Linked DNA regions of Mus musculus: region 2 is linked to region 1. A link is a contact called in public HiChIP or PLAC-seq data. All regions are on one chromosome and are shown on one strand. Each heading gives the region's core, a stretch centred on a gene start, on an enhancer-like site or on the middle of the called end of the contact. The rest is flanking DNA. Distances are from core to core; before and after follow the strand shown.

What was found. HiChIP or PLAC-seq counts read pairs in DNA pulled down with a chosen protein or histone mark.
Region 2: a contact with region 1 is called in an H3K27ac HiChIP or PLAC-seq map of embryonic stem cells, with 10 read pairs. The contact joins two enhancer-like sites. A contact is called at or near these places in 2 of 15 datasets of contacts at CTCF or cohesin (the NIH/3T3 cell line and embryonic stem cells), 2 of 484 Hi-C or Micro-C datasets (the HPC-7 cell line and bone marrow-derived macrophages), 10 of 115 datasets of contacts at active chromatin or transcription factors (the NIH/3T3 cell line, embryonic basal ganglia, embryonic fibroblasts and 5 more) and 1 of 9 other capture datasets (adipose tissue).

What each region holds. Positions count from the first base shown.
Region 1 is chr6:125,408,767-125,414,055 of GRCm38.p6, reverse strand. No RefSeq gene overlaps it. Among named protein-coding and RNA genes, the nearest start is that of Gm32673, 20 kb to the left of the region's middle. Within about 2 kb of position 2,940, at least 95 of the 459 cell types and tissues checked have an H3K27ac peak or open chromatin away from gene starts, as enhancers often do. A contact at or near this core is called in the NIH/3T3 cell line, embryonic fibroblasts and embryonic stem cells, where this site is marked.
Region 2 is chr6:125,575,112-125,580,400 of GRCm38.p6, reverse strand. All of the region lies in intron 6 of Vwf (Von Willebrand factor), which reads right to left. Among named protein-coding and RNA genes, the nearest start is that of Vwf, 25 kb to the right of the region's middle. Within about 2 kb of position 2,905, at least 66 of the 459 cell types and tissues checked have an H3K27ac peak or open chromatin away from gene starts, as enhancers often do. A contact at or near this core is called in the NIH/3T3 cell line, embryonic fibroblasts and embryonic stem cells, where this site is marked.

The sequences.
Region 1 (5,289 bases), core at 1,691-4,190:
ATATATCCAAATCACCACATAGATACAATACAATAAAATATTTTTTAAATTTACATTTGTTTACTTTACCATATAGGTATGAATATTTTGTCTGTGTGTATGCACGCCTGACCTCTCAGAAGGAGTTGGATCCCCAGAATTGTAGTTACTGATGGTTGTGAGCTTGCTATGTGGGTGCTGGGAATCGAACCCAGGTCCTTCTGCAAAAGCAGCAGGTGCCCTAAACCGCTGAGCCAGCTCCTAGCCCCAAATAAAAGATTTTTTTTTTTAATTCAAGAAATGCTAGGTGTTATTCTTATATGCCGGTTTGAGCTCTATTTAATTCGCTGAGTGGCACTAATAGCCAGCAATGTAGCTCCAGAGGTCAATGAAGTGTTGAAGGAAATAAGAAAGAAAAGTCTCCATGATTCAACAACAGTCACTAAGGAAACATTCTTTTCAGTGTGTTCACGGAAAACACAGAAACATGAACCCTGAGCTGCTTCTGCCCTCTCCCCGTGAAGTCTCAGCCGCTCATTCCCAGGGTGAAGTGCCCGCATGCGTTTTGTTTGTTAGGCTTGGACATTTTTACTGAGCCGTGACTCATACAGTATAAACTTGCCATTTAAACTTGGCCCGTGGCTTTTGGCATACTCACTGTGTTGAGACTCCATCACCAGTGCTAACTCATTCTAAAACGTTCCTATTGCCCCCCACAACAGAAATCCCAAACGGGCCTGCAGCTCTGTTCCTTCCCCTCCGCACCCCCTGGAAGCGGCTACTCTAACTCCTGTCTCTAGGGTTAGTCGATTCCAGACATTTTATATAAGTGAGATCAGACAAACTGTTCGGATAGGGCCATAGGTAGTCCAGGCTAGCCTCCAGCTCGGTAAGCCAAGAATGAGCTGGGCTTTCTCTTCTCCCTGCTCCACCTCCTGAATGCTGGGGTGACAGGTGTGTACCACACATGCAGATTTTTGTATAAATGTGTCTTGATTGCCGACAGGTGGGACTTTGACCCTTTGAAGAGCCACTAAGTAGTTCGGTGTAGCAGCTAAATCATCTTACAATCCCACCAGCAGTGCATGGGGAAAGTTCTCAATTAGCAAAATAATAAACCTAGGATAAGCCTCAGTGATTGCTATCTGCATCTGCTGCTATGAAAAGCTTTTTGCAATCTCCCTCCATTCTTTTTTTTTTTTTAAAGATTTATTATATGTAAGTACACTGTAGCTGTCTTCAGACACAGCAGAAGAGGGAGTCAGTTCTTGTTATGGATGGTTGTGAGCCACCATGTGGTTGCTGGGATTGAACTCTGGACCTTTGGAAGAGCAGTCTGGTGCTCTTACCCACTGAGCCATCTCGCCAGCCCCTCCCTCCATTCTTACAGACAGGTGTCAACGTTATTGAATTAGTGTCGTAGCAGTTAGGAAGAGACACCTCGTGTTTGCATTCTCATGCACTAGTCACTGACTGGGTACACATTTTTCATTCATTTGTTAGACATTCTTGTTGTCATTGTTTTTGCTTTAGATTTGGGGTTTTGTTTGAGGGGGTTCAGGGGTGTTTTTTGTTTTGTTTTGTTTTGGAGACAGAATCTTTTTATCCCCAGCTAGCCCGGAGCTTGCTGTGTAGATCAGGCAGGCCTGGAACTCAGGACCTTCCTCAAGTGCTAGGTTTATAGGTGTGTACCACTATCTGGCTGTAACTTTTTTAATTTACAAAAACATTGGTGCTTTGTGGGTATATGACACCTAATAAAATGACAAGGACCAAGGATGCCACATTTGAGGGACATCGATATAAGCCAAGCCTGGAAGTACAGACCTGTAATCCCAGCTAGTGTTGAAGACCAACCTGGGCTACAGAGAAACACTTAAGCAGAAATCGCAATGCTCAGTTTCTGCTCTGATGTTTGTTTCTTTTGGTTTGGTTTTTTTTTTTGTTGTTGTTGTTGTTGTTGTTTTTGTTTTCTGAGACAGGGCTGGACTACACAGCCTTGGATGACCTGGAACTCTTTGTGTAGACCAGGCTGGCCTCGGCTCACAGAGATCTGCCTGCCTCTGCCTCCTTAATGCTGGGATCAGAGGCATTCGAGAGCTCATTACATAGGTCACAGTGGTCTGGAGCTCACTTGTAGCCCCGGCACTGAAGACTTCTTTCTAGATCCTCCTGCCTCCACCTCTTGAGTGTTGGGACTACAGATGCGCACCGCACCACCATACTCAGCCATCTTGACTGTTAAGTAAGAGTTATTGTGCTGGCTAGGGTATTGTAAGCCTTTAACCCCAGAACTCAGGGGACAGAGGCAGGTGGGTTTCTATGAGTTCAAGGCCAGCCTGGTCTACAAACCCAGCTCCAAGCCAGTCAAAGCTACATAGTGAGACCCTGTCCGGAAAAAAAAAAAATCTATTTTTAAAGAATAGAGTGGTAGTCTTTGATTTAGCATCTTCACCAGGTTCTGCCCAAAGCATATGAAAACCTGAAAAATAAAAAGGCTTTGAAGGCTCTAAACCTGTGCATAAAAGCAACCCTGGGCGTGGTGGTGTGCACCTGTGAGCCCAGCAATCAGGGCTGATGCAGAACCATTCAAGACACGCCTGGGGTCACAGAGAGTTCCGGGAAAGCCTGGAATACATGGGCAAACCTAGCCTTGAAGGTGGGGTTGGGGGACGCCACCTGCTGCTCTGGCTTCCCTTTCTTTTGGCTCCAAACCACCCTGCCACTAGCAGGGAGAACTCTAAGTGACCAGAGCTCATAAACCGGTCTACTTTTCATTGCTGGGAGTTCCTCTGTGTCTGCCTGTCTAGACTCCTCCCTAACTAGGGTGAGGGAGGGAAACCTCCAATCAGCAGAGAGTTTCGCAATCAGCCCCAATTGCGAGACCAAGCTTCTGCCTCTCTCCCAAGGAGACCCATGCTGGAGAACACACCTTCTCATCCCCATATCACCCTCCAGCGAGCATAGAAACAGCTGAGTTATGAGCCAGACAAGGGAGAGGATGCTCCACCCTGCATACTTGCCCTCTAGAAATTGATTTATGCTGCATTGTTGCTGGGAACCATGGAAACCACAGGTGACCGTGAGTCAGATGGTAGTAAACAGGAATCTTTACTAACAGAAGTTACCCAGGCAACCCCGGGAGAATAAGACCCTGCATCTCTTGGTTTAACCTCGGAGAACTTCCAGGCACCGTTATTTTGCTCCTATCCTCTGCTCCAGAGCTCCCAGATCTGGGATCTTTGGAGTAAGTCAGGTACTTACTTAAGACTTGTACAGGTCCAGCTCTCTGCGCTCCTTTCTGGAAACCCTGGGGCTCTGAGCTCCCCCATCCTGACTTTCTGTTCTGGGTTTTGGCACTGCTCACACCCGGAATTCTCGTGCTGGCTGCTGACTCAGCTTATCCACGCTTTCCGTCTTTGCTCAGATGTCAGGGCCTTCCTTCCCTGACCCCGTGAATGGCCTTTACAAACTTTATAAAGCGTAGAACTTTAGTTCCACACACACAATCTAGAATAGCAGGCGCCCATCATGGAGTGCCCAGGCTCCCAGCTCGTCTTGCCAGCCCTAAGCCCAGGTGCTCAGGCTTTGGGTCTAGGTTGGATGGACCTGTTCAAAGACCAGGATGAATGGAGACAGGGACCAGATGAGATGGAGACCGCATGAGGTGGGAACGGGAAGTGAGATGCCAAGGCGTCTTGCCGGCTGCCATAAAAATATTGACCAAGCAGTTTTTAGACCCCCGTTCCAGTCATCTTCCTGGACTATCCCTGCCACAATGAGGCATCGGGCCATGCTCCGCGTCTCCTGCCTTTCCACCAACTTGCCTGTTTGCCATTTTATAAAAGGACGATGGGTGTGGGGCTAGGGAACCGGCTCAGCACTTAAGAACTCTGGTTGATCTTGAGTAGGACTTGAATTCACTTCCCAGCACCCACATGGTGGCTCACAACACCCGAAACTCCAGGTCTGGGGGATCTGATGCGCTCTTCCAGTCTCCAAATCGTGCATGTGGTGCACAGACATACATGCAGACAGAGCACCCATGCACATAAAGTAAAAATGAAGTAAACCTTTTTTTTTAATTAAGAAAAAAGATAGGGGCGGGATTTGGCTTGGTAGAGAGCTCTTGCCTAGAATACACATGGCTCTGGGTCCCATACAGCTCTACGAAATCAAACATGGAACTAAACCTTTACCACTGAGGCACACTGCAGCCAGGGGCAGGGGACAGGGATGCCTTGTCTGTGGAGACTCTGAGAACAATAAGCAAACAATGGTTACCGGCTCTTTGTTTTGTTAGCTTTTAATTTTTATACATTTTAAGTTAAATATAATTATACCACTTTCACCCTTTCCTTTTCTTCCTTCAATCTATCCCAAGCCCTCCATCCAACTCCTTCCATGTCCCTCCTTCATTCTAGCGTTAACAGCCTCTTTTTCTTTGGCTAGTATTGATACATATATACATATACATATACATATACATATATGTGCATATGTGTATGCACCAATGTATAAATGCAACCCACTGGGTCTGTTTTGTGTGTTGGTGTTTAAGGCTGACCCTTTGTATAGGATGAGCAATCAGGGGGATTATCCCTGCAAAGGCTGATTCACCTCTCTGCAGTCATTTCTTACTGTAGTTCTTTGTTTTGGGAGCGCCCATGTGAGTATCCCCACCCCCTTTCAGGGTTAGCAAGTCTGTTGACATTGCTACTGTTTAGATAATGTTTACGTAGCCATTTCTTTGAGAGACATTCACAGTAGATGTCCTGGTATTCTGACTTAAAATTGTTCTACCTCCTCTTCTTCAAGGTTCCCTGAACCCTAGATGCAGGAGCTTTGGTGTAGACACAGCCATGGAAGCTGGGCTCCCCGTACCCTGTTAATCTTTGAACTGTGTTCAATTGTGGTTTCTGTGATGGTCTCCATTTGCTTTAAAGAGAAACTAATTTGAGAGGTGTGATAGATTTTCCTGTGGGTATAAGGATAAGATTTAGGATGTAGTTAGGATTTAATGCCGACTTGCAACTCTTCTAAGACTCGATTCTCTTCTAAGATCCATGACCTGATTAGCCCTGGGAAGCTGGTTCCGTTTCTAGGAGCAGATTTCTTTCTTGTCGAGTGGTTCTTAAGTCAGTAGTTGGTTACCACCAACGTGAGTGCCACTACTGCACCTTTACAGCTATGGTGCCTTGCTGGTTCATGGAGGTCACAGCTGGATAAGGCTATCACTCCGTTCCCTGCACTGGCAGCCTGCACAGCACCTTCTAGTACTATAAAAAGTGGACAGCAAGAAGGAGGCTT
Region 2 (5,289 bases), core at 1,656-4,155, 170 kb before region 1:
AACTGAACATGTACCCACCTTTTGTTCCTTTTTGTTATTCCCTCAATATAGTCTGAGAATTATCTACATACCATTTACCATGAATTGGGTATAATAATCTGCAATCATTTAAAGCATATGAGAGGAGCTAGCTCAGTGGGTAGGGCACCTGCTGCACAAAACTGATGACCTGAGTTTGATTCCCAGGACCCACATTAAGGTGGAAGAAGAAAACTGACTCCTCAAGTGTCCTTAGACCTCCACATGTGCCCTGTGGTACATGACCCACACATAGACATCACATGACCCACACAGAGATATCACATGACCAACACATAGATATCATATGACCAACACACAGACATCACATGACCCACACATAGATATCACATGATCCACACATAGGCATCACACGACCAACACATAGATATCACATGACCAATACATAGACATCACATGGCCCACACACACAGACATCATTCTTCTCACTCTTCTCTCTCTCTCTCTCTCTTTCTCTCACCGTGTGTGTGTGTGTGTGTGTGTGTGTGTGTGTGTGTGTGTTATACACAAAAACAACAACAGGGGCTGGAGAAATGGCTCCACAGTTATGAACACTCACTGCACTTGCAGAAGGCCTTAGATCAGTTCCCAGCACCCACATGATAACTTACGACCACCTGTAATTCCAGTTCCAGGAGACCCAATGTCCTCGCTAGGTCTCTAAGGCTACTACACACACACACATACAATTTAAAAACAAATAATACATGCAATCATCTTTTTAAAGTAACACAGTAATTTCTAAATAAAATTAAGTAGACAGGAGGATATGGACAGGCCGTAACTAGTGGGCTTGCCATTTTATATAAGAGACCTGGGCATCGAAGTTTAGATGACAGTATAGCAAACATGGGGTTCTAGAAGCATGGATGGGCTAGAAGGCCAACTCTATCATGTTTAAAGCACATGACCTAAAGAAAAATTTTTTAAGAAAGCATTCTTTTTTAAAGACGTATTTATTTATTTTATGTGAGTACACTGTAGCTGTCCTCAGACACACCAGAAGAAGCCATTGGATCCCATTACAGATGGCTGTGAGCCACCTTGTGGTTGCTGGGAATTGAACTCAGGACCTCTGGAAGAGCAGTCAGTGCTCTTAACCGCTGAGCCATCTCTCCAGCCCAACCTAAAGAAACGTATCTCTGTTTTCCACGCTTCTCAGCTATAGGAAAAGACTCAGCACAGCCCAGTGTCTTCTCCCCCTTCTTAGTCGTGACTCAACTTCCAGCTTCCACTTGGGCATGGCGACTGGGAATGAAGATTCCATGTTCTGCCTGTCTGAGGCCAGGAGCAGCCACAGCACTTGGCTGTCCCGGCCCAGGAAGACAGGAGAAGGAAGATTCACTACACCTCCAGCGCGGTCCTCTGATGGAGCTTCCTGTCTTGTCTCTTCTCCTTCCACTGCTGGCATGTCACTGTGGTGCCAGGTGTTTGCATGGCCTCTTAGACTGTAAGCTACAAGTTCCATCCTGACGGCAACAGAGAATCAGACAGGACCACCCTAGACTCTACCAGCACGGGGGATTCTTGCCTAGCTCTGGGCATCCTGCCCTGAGCTGCCCTGAGAGAGAAACACACTAACTACAAGCCATGGTTGCCATGACTGTCTTGCCACTCTTGAGTGGATCTACATAGGTAGCAATCCTTGCTACAAAACAAATTAAATGAAGGCGTGGGGAGGCAGCCTGCAAGTGCTCCCCACCGCTACCACTCGCCTGCTGTCTGCACAGGCTTCACTTTGGCTCTCTGCTAAACCATTCTGGCAGGGACACAAAATGAAGGTCAGCTAATTTGCACTTCCAGCATCTCCTGGCTCCAGTGCCTGGCACCAGCTACTTCTGTCTTGTTTCATCTCCTGTCGGTGGTGTCGGAAGCTGGCAGAGAACTGCAGCCCTGACTCCATCAATCCACGACTTCACCCTCCTGCACAGGAGTACAGACCCAATTGTGGCCCATCCTAATCCCATTTTCAGTTCATCAGAAGAGGCCAGGCCTCTTCCCTGGGGATGTTAGGCCCCATCCAGGGAGGGGAGAGAAAGCAGGAGAATCTCCCCAGGGGGGTATGCCGGCAAGGCAGGATTAAAAGCAAGAGCCAGAGGTCTGCAGCTACGCAATTGTTTCTTCTCAAACAGCTGACAAAGGAGAAGAGGGGGGAAGGGAGGGGATGAACATTCCTAGGCCTGGAAAGAATAAAGAAAGGAGAGAAAAGTATAAGAAGCGCAAGTTGTTTGCTGGGCCCTGATATTTCCAGCTCCAGAGTAGGCGGCAGGAGGCCTCCTGTGGGCCCGCCCCTTGGAGGAGGTGTGGAGGCGCCTAGAAGCTGAACTGGTCTAAAGCAGTGGGTTCAAGAATTCACTCAGAGCCCGCCAGTGGTGGTGCATACTTTAATCCCAGCACTTGGGAGGCAGAGGCAGGTGGATTTCTGAGTTCGAGGCCAGCCTGGTCTACAAAGTGAGTTCCAGGACAGCCAGGGCTACACAGAGAAACCCTGTTTCGAAAAACAAAAACAAAGACAAAAACAAAAACCTCAGGGCAGAGGATAGTTCCCCAATCAGTCAGCCAGGGATGGATTCAGGGATGGATGGGGTAAAAGGAGATCACTGAGTCCACTTATAACCGCTGGCTGCTCTGGGGTTCTTATCCACATTCCAAGTTTCCGACTCATGGTCAAGATTCAGATCTCCATCCTGGCTCATACCAACCCCATCACAGGGATGGGGTTTGTGAAGGTTCCTCTTCTTAAGCTAGTGAGTATCATGAGTGAGACGCTCGTGATATGCAGGATGGCTATATAACCTAGTAGAAATGCCCGTGTCCACTAGGCGCTTTCTCACTCTGCCCCAGCCTCTTGGGAACATGAGTAGTTCTCAGAATCAGAGCAAGACTCTGGCAGCCAGACGAAGAGTCAGGCAGTGTCCACATAAGAAGCATAGCTCTAACCTCAGAGGGGATTTAAAAACGTTTATTCTGAAGCCAGCTATAAATGATCGTGGCTCTGGAACACAGATTCGAAATACTTCAAATTCCATGTTCCGATGTAGTTAACAGTTTCATCACACTGTTATTGTAGTAACCGAACAAAGAAAGCATACATTAAGGCACTATGCAAAGCCATTGGTGGAAACATCGTGTGGGCGGGTTAGAGCAGACTCTGCTTAGCCTTTTGGTTGGTGGAACCTGGTGATCTGCTAAGTGAATACATTCCAAAAGGGTCTATCTGTCAACCACAAGGATGTAAGAAGTGGACAAGAGATGGCTATTTAGAGAGCCAAAGATAACCCAAGATAAAGTGGAATCGGGCTCTGGAACTAAACCATTCCAAGCCCTCCATGATCACTGAGGTCCTAATCACCCCATCAGCCTTGCAGAAGGGCATTGGGAGGTGTGGCTTCCCTCTGGGGACTTTTGCCCACAGTATTATTCCCTGAGGTGCAGTTCAGAACTTACCCAAGCTCTTGAATAAACAGCCCAGCATGGACCGGTCTACATATCCTGCTCACAGCAAGAAAAATCACCAGCTCTGTGACAGCAATCAATCACCTGAGCTGCCTGTCACTTACCACCCATCAAGCAATTTGTCACCTACTGACCCCCAGGCACTGCTGTTCTCCTTCATGATGGGTTAAGTTCTCTTGTGTGCCCGGTCCTCAGATCTCTACCTTGTAAGCCTTACACAGTTTCAGCAGTGCCTGACCCATACAAAACATCTCAGTGTGTTCTGATGGGACCTATTCCATTCTTTGCCTACTCTTATCCTCCCTGGAAGAGGGCAAAGGAAAGGAAACATCTGAGAAACACCCATCCTTCAGTAGCCATGGAGAACTGCTTCTAGGACCCTCCTCTCATATCAGAATCTATGAATGCTGGGTCCCCCATTGGAACCCCACACATCTTCAAAATGCTTTAAACACCGTCTAAATTACTTATACTACTAGCTATGGTATAAGTGTAGGGAAATAGTTGTCACCACACATTGTTTAAGGAATGATAAGGAAAAAAACAGTGCGTTCAGAACAGGTAAGATTTTCCTACAATGGAGCCATGGATACAGGATAACTGCATTTTGTTACAGACCCTGGGGTTTGCTGTAATAGGGAGAAATTGATGCTAGGACTTTATCCAGCCCTCCTAAGGGTTTGCCCAAAAGGCAAAATGCCAGCCCACCCAAAGGAAATCTTTGAAACCTCATAGCAAATAAAGCAGGACCACCATAGGCCACCTCCATGGCTGTCACCATCACCATGGCCACTTAGCTCTTCTCTGGAGCTGCTCTTAAGTGGACAACATATTGAATGTAAAGGAAAGGGTTTTCTTATTTGAGTGTTCAGTAAAGGAGAGCCCGAAGGAGGGGGACACTGAGAGGCAACGCAGGAAAAGAACCCAGGTGAGGATAAGAAGGGGGTGAACCCAAGACTACTTCCTGGTCCTAGACATTCCTTGTATAAGTCCTCATTCCTTACTTAGCCTTTTGGTGAGTCGGGAAAGACTTGAGAAGTAGCTCGTGTTGCCAAAGGGAAATGTATGTAGATGCTTGTGTCCAAACCTTAACAATAAGGCTTGGGGAGCGGGTACCCTGTCTATAAACCCAACTCATGGTGCTGTCACTCAGCCACTAAGTGTAGACTTGTATCCTTGAGTTTGCTGGATTCCATGGGCCAAAGTCTTACAACTCGTTCTGAATTGGAACTGGAGAGATGGCTCAGTAGTTAAGAGCACTGGCTGCTCTTCCAAAGGACCCAGATCTAATTTCCCCATTCAGCACCCACATGATGGCTCACAACCATCTGTGACTCAAGTTCCAGAGGGATATGACAACCCTGCTGGCCTCCTTAGGCACCAGGCATGCACATAGCATAACAACATACATGCACGCATAACACCCATACATGTCAAATAAAAGTAAAAAAATAAATAAAAATTCAACAACTTTGAATCCCAGGCAGGCAGATGAATGGCTGTTCCAACTGCCAAGAGCCTACTGCAGACCAAACTACTTGATGAAATTACCCTCCCACGCACACCTGCCGGCTCCCCATCTAGATAGAGCAAGAAGTGACAGGTCCGCCCATGCAAATAAACAATTGTGTAATCAGGACATGAAGAGCAAACTGCTCTGTCCCCAACAGGATGGATACTTTGTGTGCTTCTCTGGGCTATTGAAGAGATGTGCTATGGTCACTGAAAGTCAACAATGGTTTTAGCAAATATTAGCCCATAGGACAGGTGATTTCCCAAGGACAAGAGATGTCT